2 separate regions of the Sus scrofa genome follow, and region 1 is linked to region 2. Evidence: chromatin contacts called from public HiChIP or PLAC-seq data. All regions are on one chromosome and are shown on one strand. Each heading gives the region's core, a stretch centred on a gene start, on an enhancer-like site or on the middle of the called end of the contact. The rest is flanking DNA. Distances are from core to core; before and after follow the strand shown.

Region 1 (7,570 bases), core at 4,602-7,101, 260 kb after region 2:
CCAAAGCAAGCCCTGGGCCAAGGGTCCGGGGCACTTCCTGGATGTTGCAAGTGACTGAAGGCAGCTGTAACCACCCTGAGCAGAGCTGAGGGGACAGACTGGGCCTGGGACAGCTCCTGCCTCGCCTCTGGAGTTCCTCACCTCTGATGCCCCTTCTTCAAAGCCAGGGCAGCCCATGGGGCCAGTACAGGGCCTCCATGCCTTCCACCAACCCACAGCCCAGCTCTGGTAGGAAGTCCTGGTTTCGTGGAGTTTGTTCCCTCCTTCTGCATTGTTTCCGGTGAATCCTTGCCAGCAAAGCGAAGGTGGCCAGGAATCAGGAGGACACTCCAAACGGGTGATTAAAACAGACAAACAAGGAAGTTCCCATTGTGGCTCAGGGGTAACGAGCCTGACTAGTATCCATGAGGATGCAGGTTTGATCCCTGGCCTTCCTCAGTGGGTTAAGGATCCAGCATCGCCATGAGCTGTGGTGTAGGTCACAGACATAGCCTGGATTGGGCGTTCCTGTGGCTGCGGTATAGGCCGGCAGCTGCAGCTCCGATTCAACCCCTAGCCTGGAAACTTCCCTATGCTGCACATGCGGTCCTAAAAAGCAAAACAAACAACCAAACAAAAAACCCACATAAGACAGAAGAGACAGAAGTTTTCCCCCAAACAGAGATGGCGTGCTGGGGGGTCAGGATCACAGGCTCAGCTCAGCCTCTGAGGAGGTCTCATGGTGTGAAGAACTGGCCCCCAGGCCTCTTTCCCATGACCAGGCCTAACGAGCACCATGTTTAAGCTCTGTACAACCTGAGAACAGCCTCATGCCCTTTGCACACATGCTCCAAGATTGGGAGACAATGAAATGAGTGCCTCCTGTTCATGAAGAGCTAAAGCCCCAGAGAAGGTCTTCTTGGAAACCAGAAGCCCCTGCCCTCACGCATACCCTCATAGGGCACTTTCATGGAGGTGCCAACAGTTCAGTCTCTCGCCAAGGTGCCGAAGGGGGCTGGGTCGGATATAATGCTGTCACACTGACAGGAAAGCAGATTTACTCTCAATGTTCCAGGATCCAGAAGGCACGGGGTCAGCAATGACACCACACTGTCCCCTAATGATTTCCTGGGGGTTCACTCAGGTCCACTTTTGGGAGGTGGAACCCTATGCCCCACCCCCTGTACATCCATTCCACTGACCAGCCACACAGGAAGTACTCACATGTTGTGTCCAGCGGGTCACCCCCACTTCTAGGCTCCACATCCTAAGGTGAATTCTCTGTTCTGTTCCAGCTTTGTTGATGCCTTCTCCGTAGAGGAGCCAGTCAGCCCTAGACACAAGAGTGGAATGAATGATGCCAGCCCTCGGAGGCATCCTCTTCCCTTTTCTCCCCCTCATCTGACTCTGTATATGCTCTCTCCCTTGAGGGCCCAGGGTTCTCTCGCAACTCAGGCTCTTCATGGCCTACTGACACCCAACTGTGTATCCAGACCCTCTGCAGACCAGCCCTTTGGCAACCCTTCATTCAAACACAACAGTCCCAGCCCTATTTCTGCTCTCTGTTGAATTAGGTCACTGATTCCACTTCCGATTCCTTTTCTAAAGGATGATCAGATAAGGACCAACACAACTGAAAGTGCCATCTGCCATATTGGTGTATTGAGTGACAGCAGAGAATTTCTAAAGTGACACTGCCCACATCTGGACCCCGGCGTTGATTATCTGTTTGTTTTCTCATCTCCAGGGTTTGGCACACAATTCAGACTTCAACATAAGCAATTCTCATCTTTTGGGCTATTTTCATATGGGTTATTTCTGTCTCTCTCAATAGATTTTAAATTCTAAATCTACTATGTCTTAGCTCAGGGCTAAAACAGTGGTTCACTCCTAGGAATGATTCTCTAATGTGCATGGTCAGGAAGGGACCAAGACCCATTAAATACTTGAAAGTTTGAGTGGGGAGGACCTTACAGAATCTAATTCAGCTGCCTCATCCTGTAAGTGAGAAAGCCAAGTCCAGAAAAGCATGAACACATGAGACAGTGGACCATTTACTCCTCCAAGAACAAATACGCATTCAGTGTCTAATCCAGTTGCTGTGATAGGAACATAAAGATGAATCAGTTATGGACCTTGTTCTCCAGGAACTTGGGTTTAATGTGTAAAGGAGATAAGATAAGAATGAACATCAATGACTACACTATGAGACGGGAAGCTATAAGCACTATTAAGGTGCGAAATGGACTATAATCAGGTGCAAACAATGAAGAGGTGCATTTTAAATGTTGTGAGTGGGCAGGAAGGGAAAAGCTGAGCCCAGGTGGCTACAAAGAGGAAACTTCCTAGCAGATCTGTGTTAAATATCGAGCCAAAGCCACGGGATGAAGCCAAACAACACCCTGCTCTTTGCTTAGCTGGCGAAAGCTCACAGACTCACTTTAGCTGAATGTTTATGGGAAGTATACTGTGTGCCCTAACAAGACTAATAAAGAGACATGGAGGGAAGCTAAAAGAGCCAATGGGCCAAACTGACACCTTAGGTCCACCCAGCTCAGCCTGACTCTAAACTCTAAACAAGATAGTAACTTAATGCTGTATGATCCAGCAATTCCTCTCCTGGGCACCTATCCAAAGAAAACTAAAATTTGAAAAGATACACGCACCTCAATGTTCACTGCAGTCCTATGTACAATAGCCAAGACATGGAAGCAACCTGAATGTCCATCAATAGAGGAATGGATAAAGAAGATGTGGTACATATATATAAAATGGAATATCACTCAATCATAAAAGAGTGAAATAATGCTATTTGCAGCAACATGGAGGGACCTAGAGATTATCGTACTAAGTGAAGTAAATCAGAAAAAGAAAGACAGAGAGACTATATGATATCACTTATATGTGGAATCTAAAATTTGTATCTAAAAGATACGGATGGGAGTTCCCACGGTGGCTCAATGGATTAAGAACCCGACTAGAATCCATGAGGGTGCGGGTTTGATCCCTGGCCTTGCTAAGTGGGTTAAGAATCTAACATTGCCATGAGCTGTGGTGTAGGCTGGCAGCTGCAGCTCCACTTTGACCCCTAGCCTGGGAACTTCAATATGCTGAAGGTACAGCCCTAAAAACAAAGCCAAAAAAAAAAAAAAAAAAAGGACACAAATGAACTTATTTGCAGAACAGACTCATAAACTTTGAAAAACTTATGGTTACCAAAGGGGACAGGTCAGGGGGAGGGATGGACTGGGGGTTTGGGACTGGCATCTGCACACGGAGATGTATGGAATGACTGGCCAACAGGGACCTGCTGTACAGCAAAGAGAACTCTACCCAGTAGAGCCAATGGACCAAGTATTCTGTGACAGCCTATGTGGGAAAAGAATCCGAGAGAGAATGGATATGTATATATGCATGACTGGGTTACTTTGCGGTACAGCAGAAATGATCACAGCCTTGTAAATTAACTATACTTCAATGAAACTTAAAAAATAAAAATATGGAGTTCCCGTCGTGGCGCAGTGGTTAACGAATCCGACTAGGAACCACGAGGTTGCGGGTTCGGTCCCTGCCCTTGCTCAGTGGGTTAACGATCCGGCGTTGCCATGAGCTGTGGTGTAGGTTGCAGACGCGGCTCGGATCCTGCGTTGCTGTGCCTCTGGCGTAGGCCGGTGGCTACAGCTCCGATTCGACCCCTAGCCTGGGAATCTCCATATGCTGCGGGAGCGGCCCAAGAAATAGCAACAACAACAACAACAAAAGACAAAAAGACAAAAAAATAAAAAATAAAAAATAAAAATATGACACAAATTAACCTATCTACAAAACAGAAACAAACTCACAGACATAGAAGACAAACTTATGGTTACAAAGGGAAAGGTGTGTGTGATGGGGGAGAGAGCTAGATTTGGAGTTTGGGGTTCTTTTACTACATATAAAATAAATAAACAAGAAGGTCTTATTGTATAGCACAGGGAACTAGATTCAGTATCCTGTTATCAACCATAATGGAAGAGAAAGTGAAAAAGAATATGTAACTGAATTCCTTTGCCATATACTGAAACTAACACAACATTGTAAATTGACTATATTTTTTGGCTGTGCCTACAGCATGTGGATGTTCACAGGCCAGGAATCGAACCTGTGCTACAGCAGTGACCCAAGCCACCAAAGTGACAAATGCAGTTCCCTAGCCCTCTGTGTCACAGGAGAACTCCAGTAAATAAACTATAATTAAAAAAAAGGCATATAAACAAGATAGCAACTTAAAAGAGAGGAAACGCTTTCTTTCTTTTAATATCCTTTCTTTTCACTGAGTAATTATTATTTTTCAACTGTAAGTTGAGTTCTTCTCCTCATCTTATTCCTATTAAATTCACTCTGGCAAAGTGTGCCAGGTCAATACAAATAACCTTTAAAGGCACAGCCCAGCTCTCAAGAGATGAAGAGTGACTGGTACTCAGCGCTTTGTAAAGACTTGCTTGGATAATCTTTTTTGTTGTTTTTATGGTCACGTCTCAGTATATGGAAGTTCCCAGGCCAGGGACTGAATCTGAGCTGCAGCTGCAACTTACGCTACAGCTTCAGCAATGTTGGATCCTTTAACCCACTGTGCCACAGTGGGAACTCCTTGCCTTGATAATCTGAGATCTCTCTTTCTCTCTCTCTCACGCCCCTCTCACACACACACACACACACACACACACACGGTCCTAGGAGCAGTGGTGTGTTTATTGCTTGATGGCACTACCACCTTGCCCAGCTTCTCATCCATCCTGCAAGCCCTCCCTCAGCCTCTGAAAATGAAGGGTTGCGGCCCTTTAAAGGATGCTCTGCCACCTGACCCCTCGCCAGCCCCTCCCCCAGACCTCCTGCTCCCTGCCATCATTTCCACTATTTTGAACTTTCAATGCTGTCTACTTGTTGGCTCCTTTCCCATGTCCTTGGAACATGCCAAGGACATCCTGCTCTAAAAAACCCCTCTCAAATGACTGCTCCATGTCATGCCTTCCCTTCACCATCAAGCTCGTTTTTGAAGAAGGGTACCTTCATGGCCTCAAGGTCCCCTCCTCCACCTGTTTCCCTGCCTCTGAGATTCAGCGTCTGCACCCACCCCGCCTCCCCAATACATGGCTCTCTCATACTCAGAGCCGCTCTTGGGACATGCAGGATCCCTATGTTTTGGCCTTGGGACCTGCCAATCACCTTCTGTGGTGACCGTCTACACTCCTGGCGGATGACCCCCAGATGCAGTCTCCAGTCTTGATCCGGATCCTGGGGTACAGAGGCTGTATTTCCAGTGACTCCCTAACCAGTCTATTGGGTCACCCCGTGAAAACCTTGACACTCAACTTGCCCCAGAGGGACCAGCCCCTTCCTTCTCCAGCCTGCCCCTCCCCTAGTCTGCTGGTTTATGTTACCAGGCGCCTTGCCAGGCCGCCTCCAGGCTAGAACCTCAGGATTATTTTAGATGCTTCCTTCTCCTTCCTGCCTCATAATCAGTTGCCTCCTAATCATCTCCTAAATCTGCTATCTCTTGTCATCCTGCCCCTGATCTTTGCAGTCTAGCTGACCCATCTACAAGCTTAGTCCTGGCCTCACCCCCGCCCCCCCCAAGCTGTGAGTAGTAGCAATTTTAGGCAAGAGCCCCAGCTTCCGCTTCACTGGTCTCAGCTCTCTGCTTCCTGATTTCTGCTTTGTGTACCCCCCCACCAACACCAGCCCCTGCCGCCCCCACTTGAGTTTTCCATTTCTGGCCACTCAGGCTCCCCTGGTTTTAGATTTCCAGGTGCTTTTCCACAGTGACTCTCCACCTGGCTTCTACTTCTGGTGTGAGGTATCAAGTCACACCTACTGTCGCCTGGGTAACATCTTGGTCCATTTCTCCTCCTGTGGAGCCTACCAGCCAAGCCGGCCTTGGGTCTCTCACCTCTGTGCTGTCACAGTAACGTTATTCTCTGCATGCCTGTTCTTTCACTGGACTGTAAGTCCCCTTGAGGACAAGAAGGGGCCATTATTTCCTTGCCTCTGAGTTTCGTTCCAGGCACAGCGTAGGATTAGGAAAATGGAAAGAATGTGGTATATACAGGAAACATTTAAGAATGATTCAAGGCAATCCATGTCCTGGAGAAGGACAGGGAGGGAGGGGCTGCTGTGGACTGAGTCAGTCTAGGAAGCTGGATCCCAAGCTGAATGCAGACATTGTAATTATATGCCCTAAAAACAGGAAAGTGCTGCTTACGCTGATGAAGTCTATCTTTGAACTCCGCCCAGTGCCCTGAATTCTCCACTTACTCTGTTACCTTTTCTTAACCCAGCTGGGATGACTAGGGCCTGTAAGGCCAAGAAGGCTGTCATGAGAGGTGTGGCCCAGCCAATAAGGGGCCAGAGGCCAGCAGCTTCCTGCGTGTTAGCGCCAGGAGTGTGGGAGGCCGTCTTCTGTTTACTTGGGGACCTTGGGACCTTGGGGCTTCGCTTGGCCCCAGAGGAGCTCAGAAGTGTGCATCACTCCTCTGAAGACACATCCAGGGAGTGTTTGATTGTGACTTCTCCCTAGAGCCGGCCTCCAGCCAAATGTGAATAGCCCTTGTAGAATCCTGGCTGGTGCTCAAGGCCTTCTTGGGTTTTTCCAAAGAAGTGTCCTGGGCCTTCTCATTGGTTTCTCCATTTACTGTTTCCTGTCATGCTATCATGTGATTGGAAGTGCTGTCCTTAAGGCTGTGTCCCTTTGGTACCATGAGCTCAAGCTCTGCTCCCGCCTAGCCTCACCCCTAGCCAATCCCTTTGGCTGAAAGATCCCTGGACTTCCCTGCAGCATCAGCCTGGACTGCGGTTTTCCCTAAGACCCTCTGCTAAGCTGTGCATTACAGGTCGGGGAGGGCCCTGTTTGGATCTGGCTCATTCTGAAGGAACTCCGGCCCTTAAGAAGGAGGGGGGGTCATGCTGGCCATCTTCTCAGTTGAGTTTTGGCAGCCTGGCCCTTCTTCATCACCAGTCCCTTCTTCCTTTGGACCACTCCACTTGCCCAGCTGCTGCAAGTCCCAGATGTTCCAGAAGAGCTGCTAGGAGCTGAGAGTTTGTGTGGGCAGAGAGACACGGGCCAATCCCACCACAAGCAGTCTAAAAAAATGGTGCCCAAGGGAAAGCATGTCTTGACTTTGGCCCTCTTCCACATGGGTCTGTCCCCTCAAAGATGCGTGTGCCCCCTGGATTTCACTGAATTCTTAAGCTTGCCGCAGAGGTATTTATAGCCCAAGAAAGTTGCTCAATGGTCTTATTCATGGCCTGCATGCAAGCTCTCACGAAACCCTCTGCTGGATTCCTTGGTTCCTGGAAAGCCTGGGTGAATTTCACGCAAAAATCATTTGAGCATATAGTCGCATATTAACGTGCGTGTTCAGAAGCCAAAATCCAAGTCGTAATAGGGTTGCTCACACTTTGGGATTTCCAAACCTAAAAGAAGGCTCTTTAAAAAGAAAGAAAGAGGGAGTTCCCTAGCAGCCTAGTGGTTAAGGATGTAGAGTTGTCACTGCTGTGGCTCAGGTTCGATCCCTGGCCAGGAAACTTCTGCATGCCATGGGCCAGACCAAAA
Region 2 (7,378 bases), core at 760-3,259:
GATGGGAGAGCAGCTAAGTCATTGTCAAGGGGGCATGCTTGCCAAGATAGGAAGAAATTTGTGGTCATATTTTGCCATCTTCCACAGGAAGAAACCAACATTCATTGAGTGTTACCTATGTCCCAGGCACTGCCTAAGTATGACACACACACGATGCTGCTTAATCCTCACACGAGCCTGGGAGGAAGGCCACTGGAAAAATGGAGTCCCCATGACAATATACACCCTCCCCAAGGACCCAGGACCAGGGAGAAGAGGCTGGCATGCAAGTTGAGATTCGCCTGACCCTAAAAGCCTTGCCTGTGCCCTCTTCCTCTTTAATGCTGATTCTGTTGTGCATCTGCAGTGTATAGAAGAGGACTTCAGGTGGCTCTGCCAAACAGTTTTATTTATTCATTCATTTATTTTTATCTTTTTAGGGCCATACCCACAGCATATGGAAGTTCCCAGGCTAGTGGTCAAATCTGAGCTGCAGCTTCCAGCCTACAACACAGCCACAGCAACTCAGGATCCAAGCTGCGTCTGCAACCTAAACCACAGCTCATGGCAACACCAGATCCTTAACCCACTCAGCGAGACTAGGGATCGAACCCCCATCTCATGGATAATAGTTGGGTTCTTAACCTGCTGAGCCACAGAGGGAACTCCCTCTGCCGAACAGTTTTTTCCTTCTCCCCTGCCCTCTCTCTCTCTTATGCAGATTTAATGAATTTCTCACCTTCTTTGTGGATGTTTTCTTGGTCACATGTTTAATAGCATTTACTGAGTAGTTACTGTACGTGGACCATAGTTTTGCTCATGGTGTATCCTGATTTGTAGACACAGTGTTCCCAGCTGACCTGCTGGATTGGTCAATGGTTCATTGTCCTACCAGACTGACCCTGTTGTCTCTGGTGTTGTCAGAGGGGTTTCTTTGCTGTAGATTCCTGCCCTGATGGAGGCCACTTTGAGAAGGCATCTGGAAGCTGGGAGCCCAGCTGCATTCTCCAGATGTCCTGGAGAGTCCTGGAGAGCTTGGGGCTGTGGCTTAGCAGCAGGACACATTCAGACAGTAGGTTTTCAGTCCTCTACCGACTACTTATCCTGGAATGGGCCAGGATAACCTTGCAACATTTCCGCAAGGGAGGTAGGCAGGTGATAATGTTGACATTTCAGGCCATGAGAAACAGGAGGCTGTTGCCTGACTCTCTGCAGCTGCCCTGCTAGAGCTGGGACTCAAGCCCACTTTTCTTTTTCCTTTCTTCCTTTCTTTCTCTTTCTTTTTCTTTCTCCCTCTCCCTCCCTTCCTCCCTCCCTCCCTCTCTCTCTCTCTCTCTCTTCCTTCCTTCCTGGGGGCATATGGAGCTCCCTGGCCAGGGATCAGTTCCAAGCTACAGTTGTGTTGACTGCGGCAACACAAGATCCTTAACCTAACTGCACCAGACAGGGGATCAAACCTGCATTCTGGCACTGCAGAGATGGTGCTGATACTGTTGCACCACAATGGGAACTCCTCAAGCACACTTTTCTTTTTTTTTTCTTTTTAGGGCTGCTCTTGCAGCATATGAAGTTCCCAGGGTAGGGGTCCAATTGGAGTTGCAGCTGCTGGCCTACGTCACAGCCACAGCAATGCGGAATCCAAGTCATGTCTTTGACCTTACACCACAGCTCATGGCAATGCTGGATCCTTGACCCACTGAGCGAGGCCAGGGATTAAACCTGCATCCTCATGGATACTAGTTGGGTTTGTTACTGCTGAGCCACAGTGGGAACTCCTCAAGCCCACTTTTAAGTCCCACGTTTCTGCCCTCTCGTAGGCTGCCTCTCGAAGACCAGGTGGGAGGATGTGGGCCTTACGGAGGCGACTGGGAGCATGGGAGGAACAGATGGCACAGGTCTCTCTCCAGTACATACCAGTCACTACCTGGAAGCTAGCAGCTATGATGTAACCACCTTGTCCGGTGAAGGCTGCCTTTGCTCTGTGGGTGGGACCGCGATGCCGCCAGGCTGGGGAATCCCATTGGTGACAACACAGCATCCTTTTGAGCTGACGTGGCAACAGATGCCCCAGACCCACTCCAAGCCTGACAGACTCTCCACGAAGTGGGTGAAGGGACGGCAGACGTCAGCGCCCGCCTGTAAATCACCTTCACACTGGCTCTTTGTGGTTGATTCACGGATGACTCATTTATAATCTGGTTTCAATATTGTGAGTCAAAACGCACCACTTTCATTAAAAATAACATTCACTGGGGTCTAACGGCTTTCTTTTTTCTGTTTTTTACTGTACCGTGTGGTTTCAGGATGGGAAGCTGTCAGAGAGCAGGTGAGGGCTTCAGAGGGACCGGAACACAGTGACACATGCCTTCCCCGGCTCCCAGTGCTTCAGAACTTGACCCACAGAGGCTCGGATACTTGCTGTGCATCCTGCAGCCTTCTGGGTGTGAGTGTGTGCGTGTCAGAATGAGCCAGCACGAGCGTTTGCTGGGCACACAGGTGATCCATGAAAGACAGGGTGTCTGCCTTCTGGGAGATTCTACTCCAGTGTATGAGGACCAGCTGAGATGCTGGTGCAAAATGCAGATTCCTGGGCCTCATCCCACGCATTGGAGGGTGGGGCTTTGACAGGTTGCTCTGGAGATTTTTAGACACAGTAAAGCTGAGAGCCCTGACTTTGGGCAGGAGAGAGATGAGAATTGTGGGCGGCCCTCTCTGTGAATGGGAGCGTAAGGAGAGAGGAAGAGGCCAGGGCGGGGGTGGGGTGGGGGTGGGGGGCAGCACCAAGGGTGAAGTGAGTCCCCCTCGGGGACTGCACTAAAACCCCCTGCTTTATTTGAGGCACCCACAGTCTTTCTGGTTTGGGGACCTGAACTTGGGCATCCCCTATTTCCTTGGTGAAAGAAAAAAAATAAAATAAAATAAAACCCCCAAACGGTTAAGTTATGCTGGAAACTTCAGTGGAAAGACCCTGACAAGGTACAGTTGCATCTGACCTGGATGAACCCCCCACCGGAGGTCTCAGCTGCTTGTGGGAAACCACCATTTCGTTGCAGCCATTTGGAACTGTCTTCGCCAATTTTGGGGGTTGTCATCCTGAAGTTTCATGGAGGCTCTTCCCATCCGAAGCCAGGGGACGTGTGACCTGACCATTTGGGTCCCATTCCCATCCCTCGCTCCTCTGATGGGTCTTCTCTCCAGAGGCTTCTGGTACCCAGGCTCTGGTCACATGGGAAATAGGCATGAGATTGGGAGTGAGGCTCAGAGTGGCTCAGCGCACGGATGTTTCATCCCAGATGGCCTGGCTGTCTGGGGGAAAGGTCATTTGGGATCTACGGTTAGGCCTGGTCCTCCTGCCCACGATCCTGGTCCTCCCAGTCTCAGTGATGCAACTGCCCAGCCCCTTCCTGCGGCATCACCATGGTCCTCACCTCTTTGCCTCAACTCCTCTCCCTCTCTGCCCCATGGCCGAGCCCTCTGTCCGTGGCTCCCCAGGCCTGCTCTGGGCTGAGGCCACAGCTTACTCCTCCCTGGCTACCTTCCTCTGCTGTGGCTCAACCCACTTCTAGTTGCTTCCATCGGCTTCCACACCAAGGGACTTTCCAGGAAGCTTCCCCAGCATTGTCCCCGTGGCCATCATTCCTGATAGCTTTCCCCCTTCTCCCTGGAAGGTGTCTAGGCTGTTGGACTGGACTTTGGGGTTGGAGGAAGGGATCTGATCAATAACCTGCTCTTTCCTGGTCCTTGCTCACCTCTCCTCCTTAGGTGCACCTGGAGGCAAATGGCCACAGGCAGGAAGAGGGTCTTGATCCCTGGGAGTCTGTATCTCAGTGCTTAGCAGAAGCATCGCCTGGCCCATGTTCGGGTAATTTACTTCAGCTGAGTTAATCATCGGGGTCTTTGCTGTTGGCTTTGGGGTCGATCTGGGGAGGCAGCATGAGGTATTGGCTAAGAGTGCAGAATCTGAGGTCAGAGTCAGATCCAGGTTCTGCTTTTATGGGGCTGTGTGACCTTGCGCAAGTGACCTAACCTCTCTGTGCTTTGGTTGTCTCCTCCCTAAAATGGGGATGACAGTACAAATGCTATCTCAGAGTTTTCTGGGCATTAAAGTCGTTACTCTTTGTGAAGCACAAAGAACAGCACTGGGCACATAATCAGTGCTGTGTGGATTTGTTCAATTTCTTTCCTTCACTTTTACAGAGGAGCAAACATAGCCAAGGAGGAGGAGTGAGTGAGTGGCAGGCCCAGTACTTGCCTGGGGGGGGGGTTCTCCAGTCACGCTTCTGTGGGGCCCTTGATGCCAGTGATGTAGAGCGTGACCCAGGCTCTCTTCTATCCATTTGGAGCAAAGACTTTTGTGTGGGATGTTAAGATTTGGGCAGGTTGGAGTTCCCATTGTGGCTCATTGGGTTACAAACCTGACTAGTATCCATGAGGATGCAGGTTTGATCCATGGCCTTGCTCATTAGGTTAAGGATCCCGTGTTGCTGTAAGCTGCAGCATAGGTTGCATATACAGCTCAGATCTGGTCTTGCTGTGGCTGTGGCATAGACCTGCAGCTGCGACTCCAGTTCGATCCCTAGCCTGGGAATTTCCATATGCTGCAGGTGCAGCCCTAAAAAGCAAAAGAAAAAAAAAAAAAAAAAAAAAAAGAAAAAGATTTTGGCAGGTCTTTGACCAGTGGCCCAGATTTTGGTCAATATTTGCAAATGTGTCTAAAACTCAGCTCTCCACACTCTGAACAGCTGGCTGTGAGTTGCCCACCTGGGAACACAGGGGGCCAGCTTGAATACCCCCGACGCTGGCCCCAAGTCCCAGTGACAGTGCCTCCAAGCAGCTCTAGGTTTGATCCCCATGGCCTGTAGTCCAGTCCAGGCCATAGCATATCATCTTCGTACCACAACTGCAGTAGTTTCCTAACTGGAGGTAGTGGCCTGAATGGTGGCCCCATAATTATCAGGTCCCAGCTCCTGGGATCTGTGCTCTTGTCTTCTACAATGGGTGGGAACATGTTTGAAGCTGTGATAAAGATTTTTAAAAATGTAAATTATGGTAAAATACACAATACAAAATTTACCATTTCAGGGAAGTTCCTGTCATGGCTCAGCAAAAACAATCTGACTAGCATCCATGAGGATGCAGGTTCAATCCCTGGCCTTGCTCAATGGGTTAAGGATCCGGCGTTGCCACAAGCTGTGGTTTAGGTCACAGATGTGGCTTGGATCCTGTGTTGCCGTGGCTGTGACATAGGCCAACAGCTACAACTCCGATTCAACCCATGGCCTGGGAACCTCCATATGCCATGGGTGCAGCCCTAAAAAAGACAAAAAAAAAAAAAAAAAAAGAGAGAGAGAGAGGCAAAAAAAGAAAGAGAAGGAAATGTACCATTTTAATCATTTACAACTGTCCAGTTTGGTGGCATTAAGGACATTCGTATTGTTGTGCAACCAGCACCACCACCTATCCATGGAACTCTTTTCATCTTGCAGAACTGAAACCCTGAACCATTAAACTCCCCGTGTCCCCCAGTCCCCACTCCAACCCCCGGTCATGGCCATTCTACTTCTGTCTCTATAAATGACCATTCCAGGTATCTCATATAAGTGGAATCGTTTTAGTATTTGTCCTTCTGTGAGTGGTTTATGTCACTTAACATAATGTCCTCGAGGTTCATTTACATTGTAACCTGTGTTAGAATTTCCTTCCTTTTTAAGGCTGAAGGATATTTCGTTGTATAGCCAGACCACATTTCATTTATCCATTCATCCACTGCTGGACACTTGGGCTGCTTCCACCCCTTGGCCATTGTGAATCATGCTGTCGTGACCATGAGCGTTTGAGTCCCTGTTTTCAATTCTTTTGGGTATACACCCAGAAGTGAAATTCCTGGACCAAAAAGGAACTCTCTGCCTAATTTTTTGAGAACTCTCCATACTGTTTTCCATAGCGATGGCACCATTTTACCCTCTCATCAACAGTAAGAGTTTAAGAATTTTATGATGAGAAGATCCCAGATTAGTCTAGGTTCTAAGTGCCTTCAAAAATGTCCTTGTAGGAAAAAGGCAGAGGTCGTTTAGACACAGTGATGGTGATGGGAGGATAAAGGTGGAGGCTGGAGTGATGGGGCTGTAAGCTGATGAGCTGGAAGCCACCAGAAACTGGAGGAGTTCAGGAGTCGCTTCTCCTCGAGAGCCTCTGGAGAGACCACAGCCTCCTGACATATTTTTTTTTTTTTTTGTCTTTTTACCTTTTCTAGGGCCGCTCCTGCAGCATGTGGAGGTTCCCAGGCTAGGGGTCGAATCGGAGCTGTAGCCACCAGCCTACACCAGAGCTCAGCAACGCAGGATCTGAGCCGCGTCTGCGACCCACACCACAGCTCACAGCAACGCCGGATCCTTAACCCACTGAGCAAGGGCAGGGACTGAACCCGCAACCTCATGGTTCCTAGTCAGATTCGTTAACCACTGCACCACGACGGGAACTCCTGACATCTTGATTTCAGCCCGTGAAACTGATTTCAAACTTCCATCCTACAGAACTGTAAAATAATTAACTTTTCATTTGTTTCAAGCTATGGGATTTGCAGTAACTTGCTACAGAAGCCATAGGAAATAAACACCCTGGTCTCTGTACATCCAGCCTTTCACTCCTTTCCCTCAATACAGTTCCAGTGTGTTTTAAACATGCAAAATGGGGAGTTCCCGTCGTGGCTCAGTGGTTAACAAATCTGACTAGGAACCATGAGGTTGCAGGTTCGATCCCTGGTCTTGCTCAGTGGGTTAAGGATCTGGCGTTACCGTGAGCTGTGGCGTAGGCTGGTGGCTACAGCTCCGATTCGACCCCTAGCCTGGGAACCTCCATGTGCTGCGGGTGTGGCCCTAGAAAAGGCAAAAAGACAAAAAGACAAAAACAAACAACAAACCAAACCAAAATAAACATGCAAATTGGATCGTGCCCTCTTGTTTGGGTACTTTCAGTTGTGCCCCATTGTCCCTGGCACGGTGACCAAGAGCTCCAATCAGGCTAAGGTGACTCTCAGCCCCTGCCTACCTCTCTGGAGGCCTCCTCTCAACTTCTCCTTGTGCTCTCAGCTTCTGCACATTCATTCCTCTTGGTTCCTCAAACACACCATATGCCTTCTCTTGCTTCAAAGTATTTTTCTCCATCTGCATAGCCCCATCTTCATTTCTCATAGCCCACCCCTCACAAACTCCTGCGAGGATAACTCCCGATTTTCTGTTGGATCTGGGATCTCGGCTGGAGTGCAAATGTCACTGTCTCTGAGGATGCTCTACGGGACCTCCAGGAGGTTGGCCACTCAAGGCTATGTGGTCCCCTCATTCCCAGTGCCTGCCCATCATCTCACCTCAAGCTTCCTCGCAGGGGCTCGTCTGCTGGTCTG

Evidence for each region. HiChIP or PLAC-seq counts read pairs in DNA pulled down with a chosen protein or histone mark.
Region 1: an H3K27ac HiChIP or PLAC-seq map of alveolar macrophages shows a contact between it and region 2. The contact joins two enhancer-like sites. A contact is called at or near these places in 2 of 2 datasets of contacts at active chromatin or transcription factors (alveolar macrophages and skeletal muscle).

The regions. Positions count from the first base shown.
Region 1 is chr14:56,469,715-56,477,284 of Sscrofa11.1, forward strand. It overlaps LOC102158473 (a long non-coding RNA gene), which reads right to left. Exons shown (of 7, transcript XR_002338950.1): 6 at 1,204-1,312. Among named protein-coding and RNA genes, the nearest start is that of IRF2BP2, 72 kb to the right of the region's middle. Within about 2 kb of position 5,852, at least 27 of the 83 cell types and tissues checked have an H3K27ac peak or open chromatin away from gene starts, as enhancers often do. A contact at or near this core is called in alveolar macrophages, where this site is marked.
Region 2 is chr14:56,211,677-56,219,054 of Sscrofa11.1, forward strand. No RefSeq gene overlaps it. Among named protein-coding and RNA genes, the nearest start is that of TOMM20, 100 kb to the left of the region's middle. Within about 2 kb of position 2,010, at least 17 of the 83 cell types and tissues checked have an H3K27ac peak or open chromatin away from gene starts, as enhancers often do. A contact at or near this core is called in alveolar macrophages, where this site is marked.